Linked DNA regions of Mus musculus: region 1 is linked to region 2. The links are chromatin contacts, called in public HiChIP or PLAC-seq maps. All regions are on one chromosome and are shown on one strand. The core of a region is the stretch at or near the end of the contact, and the rest is flanking DNA. Distances in the headings are between cores, read along the strand shown.

Region 1 (4,753 bases), core at 1,250-3,749, 460 kb before region 2:
TTCCCTTCAAGAGCGTGTATCCAAAGGACCTAAAGACCCCCAGATAGGCTGCACTTGTAAGAGATCGGCTCAGGACCCACAAGACCAAGTTCTCAGCACAAAAGAGATTTATTTGCCCCCAGAGAGACAGAAGGCAGGGATAAGGGACAGTAGCCAGGGGATGAGGGAGAAGAGGAAGGGAACAGGGGAAAGAGGACAGGGCTATTTGTCCCAGATTGCCTCTGGGTAGAGAGGAGACAGATGTGACACACAGGCATGTGGTGGTTTATAAAGGTAAAAGGGGAAACCCTGTGTTAGGATGAGGCATTTAATTTTGATTGGGCATGCTAAGTAGGTGAGCCAAAGGGGCTTTTGATTGCTGCATCTCAATACTTTGAGAGCTGGACCTTGGTAAACAGCCATAGAAGGAGGAAGAAGCCAAGTAAGGGAATAGACCATGGTGGCTAGCTTTAGGATTGTAATCTACTGTGATTTTTTTTTTTTTAGCAAGGCAGAGAGAATAAGGGAGAAGGGCAAGGCCTGCCAGAGTCATGTTTGCCAGACTGAGCTGGCCAGAGTCCCTTCAGCATTTCCTGAAGGTTCCACAACCTCTTCACGTATAACCCCAGGAGTAATCCCTTACCACATTGGCTTTGGCAGAATTCTCAAGGCTGAGTCAGAACAGCATCTCTGTTTCATCAGTTATAGCCAAGAATGGGTTGTGGCCAAAGGGACGATGTAGACGAGAGGGTGTTCCTCAGAGAAGAGAGCACTGACGAGGTGGGCATGTTTGCTACAGTGTCAGAAGATAAGGAACCCAGATGGCTTTGCCATTGGATGAAATAGTCACAGGCTCGCAGAAGATGCCCTCTCTGTATTTTTAACAAAAAAGAACTTCCCAAGCTTGGAGTCCAAGTTGTCACAGGGGCCTACGTGACAGCTGATTTGTAGTCCAGGTTGTCACAGGGGCCTACATAACAGCTGATTTGTGAGGCATTTCTCCCTCATTTACCAAGTCTTCAGAGAGAACAGTTAGTAAAATATGCTAATGGCCAATTTTTGCAAATGACCATTTTGGTGCTCCCAGACCATTGGGGCAGGCTGAAGCTAATTTCTAGAATGTCCCCTTGATGATGCTGGCAACCGCTTTAATACTGACCTAGAGTTAGGCCATGGATCCTGTTCCAAAAGTGCTAAGTCTGAATTTGCTTTACTTGTGGGCAATGAAAAGCCACCCTATGTGGGTGCCTTGCCCCTGGATATCCTGTGGCTGTCTAGTCTCAGGAATGGCTGGTTGTGGTGTGGGAAGTTGGGCACAACCTTGTGAGGTAGTCATCTTTAAGCACTTATTAACGCCGCCTTGAGCCTTCATCCCATACTGGCTTCATGAGCTTCTCTGCTCTCCATTGAGATTGGAAGCTATGTATGTGACACTGAATGTGTCCCCCCCACCCCCATCTTTTTTCTGAGACAGGGTCTCATGTGTCCCACATTGGCCTTGAACTCACCATGTAGTCAAAGATGACTCTGAGCTCCTGATTTTCCTGCCTGCATCTCTGGAGTGCCAGGATTACAGACGGTCTCCGTCATATTAGTTTATGTGGTGTTGAGCAAGTAATCTGCCGGCTGAGCCACATTTCCGGCTGATATGCATCCTTCCTCTATATCACCCAGGGCACCCCCAAAGGCTGACGACCACTGTGGCTTTTCCCCGACCACCCCTGCTTTGGGTAGGCCCCCAGAATGATCCTGACACCTATCCCTATACCCAAATATGAATGGAGGTCACCATGGCCCGTCTCCTGGGATGACCATTGAGAACATCTAATGGTGGCATATCATTAGGGCTGCCAAAACCATTCTTTCCAGAGGAGAGAGTTACTCTTAAATATGAACTCATAGCAGCATCAAAGCAAGCCCACAAAAGCCCACAGCGAGGAATTTTTTTTCTAAATCTATGTCATTAAAACATGGTAGGTGCAAGGGCTTGTCTGCAGGCCCCTCCCACTAAGCTACGGTGATTGACGTCCAGTAGGCCTTCATCTGTCATGCTCGGCTGATGAGGGGATTCATCGATTCTCTGCTTAGTCACCCGGGGCCCGTGAGTACCAGTCCCCACAGGCCTTTCCCATAGATGCCAACTACAGGGTTTGGCTAATAGCCCCAGACTTCTTTACCTTCCCTTTTTACTGACCCCACCCCTAAAGGGCAACCTCCCCTAGTAACCTTTCCAGTCGCTGTGACTCCTCTGGAGTGTTGACTGAGCCAGAGAGCATGCTCCCTCTCTCCCCTCTTGTGTTTGCTCAGTGGAGGAGCCAGCCTTAGGTTCCTCTGTCTTTACAGGAGCCTCTCACAGGGAGGGGTTGTGTGTGTGTGTGGGGGGGGGGTTGTTGGGGAGCAAGGGTGGGGGAGGCAGGGTGGCTTCCTGCCCTGCTGTTGGTTATCACAGGCTCTGCTAATGCTGCTCAAACAATATCGAGAAGAACCCAGCTCAATAGCACCAGTGTTAGGCCGCAGAGTCAATATTGGCTAAGCAAACACCAGAAAAGAAGGAGTTGCTATTTGCGTAGCTAGGAGTGCTTGTGTGCTGTGGCTGCCTTGTCAGGGGCCCTTGGAAAGGAAGGAAGGAGGTGGGGTTGTAGGTGGAGGGCCCAGGAGAGAAGGGCTAACAGGGACTCCTACCTAGCGGGTGCCAACAGTCGGCTTCAGGATTCCTTGTGGTACATCTGAGCACATCTAGCAACCTGCCTTCACCCCTCTGCGTTTTCTACCCAGAATGTTAGAGTGGTTGCCAGATGTCCATCGGAGAAGCAGGGAGGGAAAGCCTCCCCCTGCTGAGATCCAACTGGCAGGTTGTTTAGTTAGACTGAGGAACTCAGGGTCAGAGTTGGGAGAAGGTTTCCCTTCCATGTCTCTTGGGCCTCCAGCTCCCCGTTTTTCCTCTGTGTCCACACTGGCAGCCCCCTTGAAAAGAAAACGCAGTGTGCAAGTATTTCTGCAGCCCGAAGGCCATTCAGCAGCTGACCAGCCAGCTGTGGCCACCGCCCGGCCTGGCCTCAAGAAGCGAGGTGGCTGCGTCTCAGCTCATGTCCCATGTTTGTCTCTAGAGAATTTTGGGCTCTCGTGGCTCTGAGTGGTGACCTTCCCAGAACGATGTACCTATTTATAGAAGTCTGTCCTTGGTTTTGCTTCTTCTTCTGGGCCACCAAGGATGGGCCTGGGTGAGCTTGACCCCTGTACGTGGACAAGGCTGGGTTTGTGGGAGGGCATGTGGCAGGTTGGTGGGGGAACAGGCTGTGTCTTGGTTCTTCATGGAACACTGTAGAGTCCCTCTTTGTACTTGATGGGGTGTGTGGTACACAGACTATTTGTAGACTGGGGAAGGCACAAGGCTTGGGCTTCTGGTGCCACAATCACCAGTCCTAGATACCAGATTTGAGCTGGAACACCGGAGACAGTACCCAATGACTTTAGCCATGTCCTAATGTCCTAACCCTCGAGTCTTTGCCACTCAAGGCTCCTGCCACTCCCAGACAGAGGTGAGTTCAGGAATTCAGAGAATGAGGTACCATGCAAGTTTTAGATACTATCCCTCCTCTGGAAGCTGAGTGCTCTGTTGACCCTGGAGCACAAAGGGAGGCCACCCTTGAGCAGTTTTGAGGGTATGTGTGCGTGTATGTGAATGCCTGACCACAAGCTTTGGCTCTGAAACATGGCGTTTTGGCAAGGAGGGAGGGGAAGCTCCTTTGTGCTCACATATGGCAAAGGATGGAGATATGTTCCTGTGTCAGGATTGAAGGCAAGAGGATGTTGGTACAGGGCCATGTTTATGCAGACTGAAGACGGCCCCTCCTCCACCCCACTCAGCCTTCCCCTCACCCCTGGTGATGTGAGGACATCCAAGCAGGTATCTGCCTGTTTGGTTCTCATAGCTGTTAGCCTCTTTCTTGTCCCCAAGCCATTCTTCAGAGCTGCTGCTGATTTCTTCATAGACTTGGTTGGGGCCTGCTTAGCTGAATCGGCCCAAAGATAGAAGTATTTCCTATATGGGTACCCCATTTGTGAGGCCATGTGTGGAAATGGGGTCCTGTCCCCTCCAGAGGTTGATTGTATAAGAAGGGATATCTGGGAAGGCTCGGGACATAGCCCAGCCTAGAGCCTCTCACTGTGGTCTTATCCTGGGCCCTTCACTCCAGGCTCTCTGCAGGTGTCTTTTCCATTCTGGTAGAAGGTAGGTAATGAGACTCATGGTGTCACAGAGTAACCATAGGGACTCAATGGTGACAGGGAGGGCAGCCATGGGCTCCGCACACAGGCCTTAGGACCCAGCCTCATTCTTACTTCCTAGGTATTCTGAACCATGTGTCATGATTACGAAGGAAGGAGAGAATAAGCTCCAATTGAAAGCAATTTGATTTCAAATTCACATCCCGCCACTTTGGGCCATACAGGAGCTTTAGATATCCTACCCTTGGGGTGCTACAAGGATGGGAACAGATAGCATATGTGTGGATCATAGATATATCATGGTCTTGATGCCTGAAGCTTAGTCCTCAACACCCTGTGCCTTCCCTCTGATCTTTCCGAGCCTCACAGGCAGCACAGGTTTCACATCGATCAGATGGTCTCTGTAGGACCACACTTTTCATGCCCCAGTGGGCTCTTCTTTCAGGGAAGGGTGACAGGATGCCAGTGATGAGCACCTGATGGCTAGGCTTTAAATGCCAATTCAGAAGCTGTTCACTACCAGGCCAGCGCCTGAGCCCCTGAACTT
Region 2 (5,051 bases), core at 1,501-4,000:
TCTAATATGACTTTGCCCCAGTGGCTGGCTGGCACTGAAAGTCCAGAGGCAAATGAGATTGATCCTGGAGGTACCAGTGGGGGTGGGACAGAAGAGGTTGACTTCTGTCAGAGCTCCAGCTGCCCTACCCAACCTTGTGCAGGGCTTTGGGTGTGTGTACTATGTATGCGTGTGCGTGTGCGTGTGTGTGTGAATGTGTGATGTGTGTATTTGTTTATATATTTGTATGTGTGTATACATGTGTGAATGTGTATATGTGTGTGTGTATGTGTGTGTGTAAAACAGAGATAGAGATATGGTTTTTGGAAACTCTTGAGGTTCCAGAGGGATCATCCTTGCTATTTGTGCCAAAGTCCTAGAACCCAAGAAAATCAGACCAGAGGCAGCTTCTCTGTCTCCAGACACTCCTAGGTCACTTGCATTGGTGCCAGGCTCTGGGCGCAATGCTAGAGATATTGTGGAGTCAAAGAGGCCTAGACCCCAACTGACCCCTTCCCATTCCTCCTCTTTCCTCAGGACCCTGTAGACACTGGGCCTCCATCTTGTAGAAACTCAGGCTGCTGGTTGGTGAGTGCACCAGGGACCCAGGTCACACTCAGGTCATATGCTTTCAGCCTGTGGGTTTGCCAGGGAAGGTGAAGGAGAGAGCACCCTCCCTCCACCTTCTCCCCTGCCCTCACGCTTCTCCTTTCTACCTGATTCTAGGAGCCAGGATCTCATTATCTCCAGTGATGTTGAGGGATAATAGGCTACACTTGAAGGCTGCTTTTCATCTTCAAAGCCCTTGGCAGACTGTTCATTAGCCTCTCCACCCCCACCCCACCCCCAGCCTGCCCCTTGATAGAGATAAGTGCTCTTAGGTTAGGAGGGGCACCCAAGGGATGCCAGGGACTTCCCCTCAGGATACAAGACTGAGCAAAAGTCAGAGGGGGAAGGCTTGGAGCCTTGGATTCTGGCACCTTCTCTTTATGGACCCGGACTCCCTGGGCTCCTTCTTTCCTAGTAGGAGGGTAAGATAGCTTGGGGCAGGAGGTCAGATTCCAAGATGATTGAGGAAGAATCCAATCTAGAGATGCCCCGTCCTTTGACATGGCAATGGTGTTGCATCTGCAAAGTTCAGGCTTTATGGCAGTGCAATCAACTTATAAAAGAAAATGTGTCTTTTAAAAGAAACCCTCATATTTTAAGCAATGTCATGACCTTGTATTGAGTCACCTTCTTAGCTATCCTGTGATGTGTGTGGTTATTCGACACAGCTTGGATAGGCCTACTGCTTAGCCTACTGCTTCTTCTATAAAGTGATGTCTAAGATCTGATTGGACCAAGGTCAAGAAAGTGACTAGCACTCCTCTTGGGGTTTAGGGTGGATGGCTGTGAATAATTTGGGGTGGGGTGGAGGAAACTTGATGATTGAGAGAGACCAGTTGGGTGGGAATGGGTTCAAGAGTAGAGATTGGCTCCTGTGCTTCCCCGACTGTCCCAACCCTTAACCCCAAGGCCAACATGAACTATCATTTATCTGCACATTGCCAAGGGAGGTCACTTCTGTCTGCCCAGTCTCTTTTATTGAGCCAGAAAATCAAGGCAGATGGAGATCCCAGGCAGGCCTGGCTTTTGAGTCTCCCAGAAATGGGTCCCCATCTCCTACACGCCACACACTCGAAGACAAATGAGGGAAGCTCAGCACAGTTCTGGGAGGATTGAGCAAGGTTGCTTGTGTGGTATCCATGGTGGCCTGAGAGGTCAGGAGCTGTCCAGTGACCCGAGTCAAGGGACGTGGGATGAGTGTTCAGGTCCTTGATCACTGTGGGGAGGGGCTTAGGCAATGGGCTTTATCAGCCTCTGTCGTAGGTTGCTATGGGACCCAAAGAGGAGACCTGAGAAATATCTCCCATCCTTGACAGTCATTCCTTAACATTCTGGAACCTTCTACATTTCAGAGCCAGAAACTCATCTTTTGCCCTACGCAGTGCACCAAGGAAGTTATAGAACAATAACTTTAAAAATATTTTTACATTTATTTATCTTATTTTATGGGTATTTCACCTGCATGGATGTGTGTGCACCATGTGTGTGTGACTGGTTCCTGAGGAGGTTAGAAGAGGGCTTTGGGTCCCCTGGCACTGGAGTCACAGAAGTTTATGAACCACTATGTGGGTGTTGGGAATTGAACTTGGGTTCTCTACAAAGGGAATAAGTGTTCTTCAGTTGCTGAGCTATCTCTTCAGCCCCATGACCCCATGAAATAGAATTTAATACTTCATGCTCTTTGTCCAAACCCACCAAAAGCAGGAATTAAATAAAATGTGGGGCACACATCTGTAATCCCAGCACTCCAGACGTGCAGACAGGAGGAAAGAAGTTCTGGTTTATCCTTGACTACCTAGTGAGTTCATGACCAGCGTGGGTGCTTGTGAAATGACCTACCGACCAAGTAAATAAGTAAATAGTAAGGAAATAAGGTCCCTGCTTTCCCCCCCATATCCATCTCAGTATCTCAGTCACAGTAAGAGATCAGTAAGTGTTGAATGAAAAAAAAAAAAAAAAACCCTCCACTGGCCAGTATACAAGACCACTCCCAGGCATATTAAATGAGAGTACAATCATCCATTGAATGGGCTTCCTTCAAAAGAGCCATATATCCTGGAAGCTCCATTCCAGACGCCCAGATGGCAGGGCCTGGGAGAGTTCCGAGTTATTCCTATTGAAACTGTTTCCTCTCAGAGGTCCAGAGTTCAAAAGCAAGGCATTTGCCACAAACAATTGGTCCAGTGTGAGAGGATGTGGCTGGCTGGGCTCCAGGGCCTCGTGGGACTTTGAGCAGTTACTAATGCAAATAGAAGGGAAAAGACTTATCCCGGGGGCAAATGTGGTCACCCAGAAATGCAGCCTCTGGCAACAGAAGGGAAAGAGAAGGTTAGGCTCTGTGCTTTGGGGAGAATGTCCTAGGACTTTGGAGGGGACTCGGGACTTCAGTCAGGAGGTGTAGGCCTCAGCAGAGAGCTAGGTCTCACATAAAAGTTTCTGTCTCTCTCACCTTTGTCTTAAGGCTGAGGGTAGTGGTGGCACATGACTGTTCACATGAATTAGTTAGCGGCAGAGGGCATCAGGTGCTCTGACCTGCTATTGTCTGCCTTGTCCCCTTGAGACAGGGTCTCACTGAGGCTGGAGCTCCCAGTTGAGGGTTGTGCTAGTTGGGAATCCCTGGTTTCCACTCTCCTCAGTGCTAGAGTTACAAGAGGGTCACTTGGCTTCCACATAGGTCCTGGGGATTTGAACTTAGGATCTCATGTGTGAACATTAGACACTCTTATCCACCAAGCCATCTCCCAGTGCTCAGAACTAAGTTTCTGTTCACCCAACTCTGACTCATTTCCCAAGGAAAATTTTCGCAGTTCAGGGTTATGGGCAGGCATATCAAGGAATCTTCCTGATTGGCGCACTGACTTCAGAATGCAGCTCTTTCTCTCTTGTGCTGAGGATAGCCCTCTACTGAAGGTAGGTAGTATCCGTGAGTGACCTTCTGCTGTGACATTTGTCCCTGCATTGCTGACTATGCACATGGTCTTCCCAGCCTTTGTCCACACCTTCCCTCCTTTCGAGTCACCTCTTCTCATATACTGGGTCCGATCATCATCCATTCTATGAAGGCTTTCTCTTCTCACCACAATCAGTAGGGACCCAGAGAGTAAGTGTGGAAGGAAAAGAGAAAAAGGGGGCAGAGAGAGCATTTGGAGCTACCTGGATGTTTGTCACTAGGCATGCATTGAGCATCCAGTACCATGTGCTGTGCGGAACTTGCTGAATGTGCACATTCCCAGTCCCCTCACCACGCCCCAGCAAAGGATTTCATTCCTACTCAGCTTTAAAGGTGTGTGTGTGTGTGTGTGTGTGTGTGTGTAGGGACAGTGTGTGGAGGACAGAAAACAACTTTTTGGGGTTGGTTCTCTCCTTCCGCCTTTTTTGAGTTCCAGAGCTTGAACAGATGTCACCGGGCTGGCCCCGCCAAGCTCTTTCACCCACTGAGCTGTCTTGCGGGTTTTCATTCTCCTTTTAAAGCCCATGCTGTGGTAGCAACTGCACTACACTCCTGCTTCTCCTTCTGGGCACTGGGTGGAATTTCACTTCTTGACCCAATGTGCTTAGGTGGAGCCATGGGAACAGTTCCAGACAATGATGTGTGAGAGGAAGTGGCCATCATTCTAGGGTGACGAGTGCTTCCTGTTTCTTCCTGCATGGTGACAGGCCAGCAGTGCTTGAAGAGGTGGCTGTTTTCCCCAACTTTCGCCAAGTGCCTCCCGACCTAGGATACACATAGAATACTAGTGAGCAAGAAATCCAATTTGATGACTTACCACAGAGGTCTGGACTTGTTTTATCCAGCCCATGCTGACCAAAGCATGGTTAGTGTTGATCGTTGCCATGACAAGATTTGGAATTACCTGGAAAGGGAGTCTCAGTGAGAGATTGTGTAGACCAGAAAGGCCTTTGGGCATGACTGTAAGGGTTTTTCCTTATGTGGGTGAACTGAGATGGGAGGTTCCACCCTGAATGTAGGCCACACCGTATATCATGGGCTGGATGGCCCCTGGACTGAATAAAAAGAGAGATGGAGTGGAATGTAAGCATCCCATAACTGCTTCTTGACTGTGAATACAACGTCATGAGGTGCCTCGAGCTCTGACTGCTGGGACCCTCAACCTCCACATGATTGAGCTTAGTCAGTCTTCTCTCCAGTAAGTTGCCTTCATCAGGGTATTTATCATAGCAACCAAACCCCAAAACCAAACCCAAGCCTTGGGAGGATCTGAATAGCTCTGGGAATGAGGTAGCATTGATTAAACACTTCTACTGAAAGGTGAGGGGGGCCAAGCAACTGGGCTCAGTGTTGTTGCCTCAAAGATGCAAGGCATGGGTCTCTTTTGGTCCATCTGGAAGGATCAGCCCTGAAACTTGTGCTTGGTCCACACAGAAACCTTTTGGCTAGCCTGCCCTGTGCATCCACAGTGGCCCCACAGGACAAGGCAGGGCAGGGCTGGTGGGAAGAGAGG

The links. HiChIP or PLAC-seq counts read pairs in DNA pulled down with a chosen protein or histone mark.
Region 1: a FOXA1 HiChIP or PLAC-seq map of pancreatic cancer cells shows a contact between it and region 2. The contact joins two enhancer-like sites. A contact is called at or near these places in 2 of 39 promoter capture datasets (both in liver), 5 of 484 Hi-C or Micro-C datasets (group 2 innate lymphoid cells, liver and myocytes), 6 of 115 datasets of contacts at active chromatin or transcription factors (CD8 T cells, embryonic basal ganglia, embryonic forebrain and 3 more) and 2 of 9 other capture datasets (adipose tissue and embryonic stem cells).

What each region holds. Positions count from the first base shown.
Region 1 is chr9:61,806,492-61,811,244 of GRCm38.p6, reverse strand. The region is part of intron 3 of Gm34828 (a long non-coding RNA gene); the gene reads left to right. Among named protein-coding and RNA genes, the nearest start is that of Gm34828, 14 kb to the left of the region's middle. Within about 2 kb of position 2,499, at least 47 of the 459 cell types and tissues checked have an H3K27ac peak or open chromatin away from gene starts, as enhancers often do. A contact at or near this core is called in pancreatic cancer cells, where this site is marked.
Region 2 is chr9:61,348,995-61,354,045 of GRCm38.p6, reverse strand. No RefSeq gene overlaps it. Among named protein-coding and RNA genes, the nearest start is that of Gm39349, 12 kb to the right of the region's middle. Within about 2 kb of position 2,750, at least 45 of the 459 cell types and tissues checked have an H3K27ac peak or open chromatin away from gene starts, as enhancers often do. A contact at or near this core is called in pancreatic cancer cells, where this site is marked.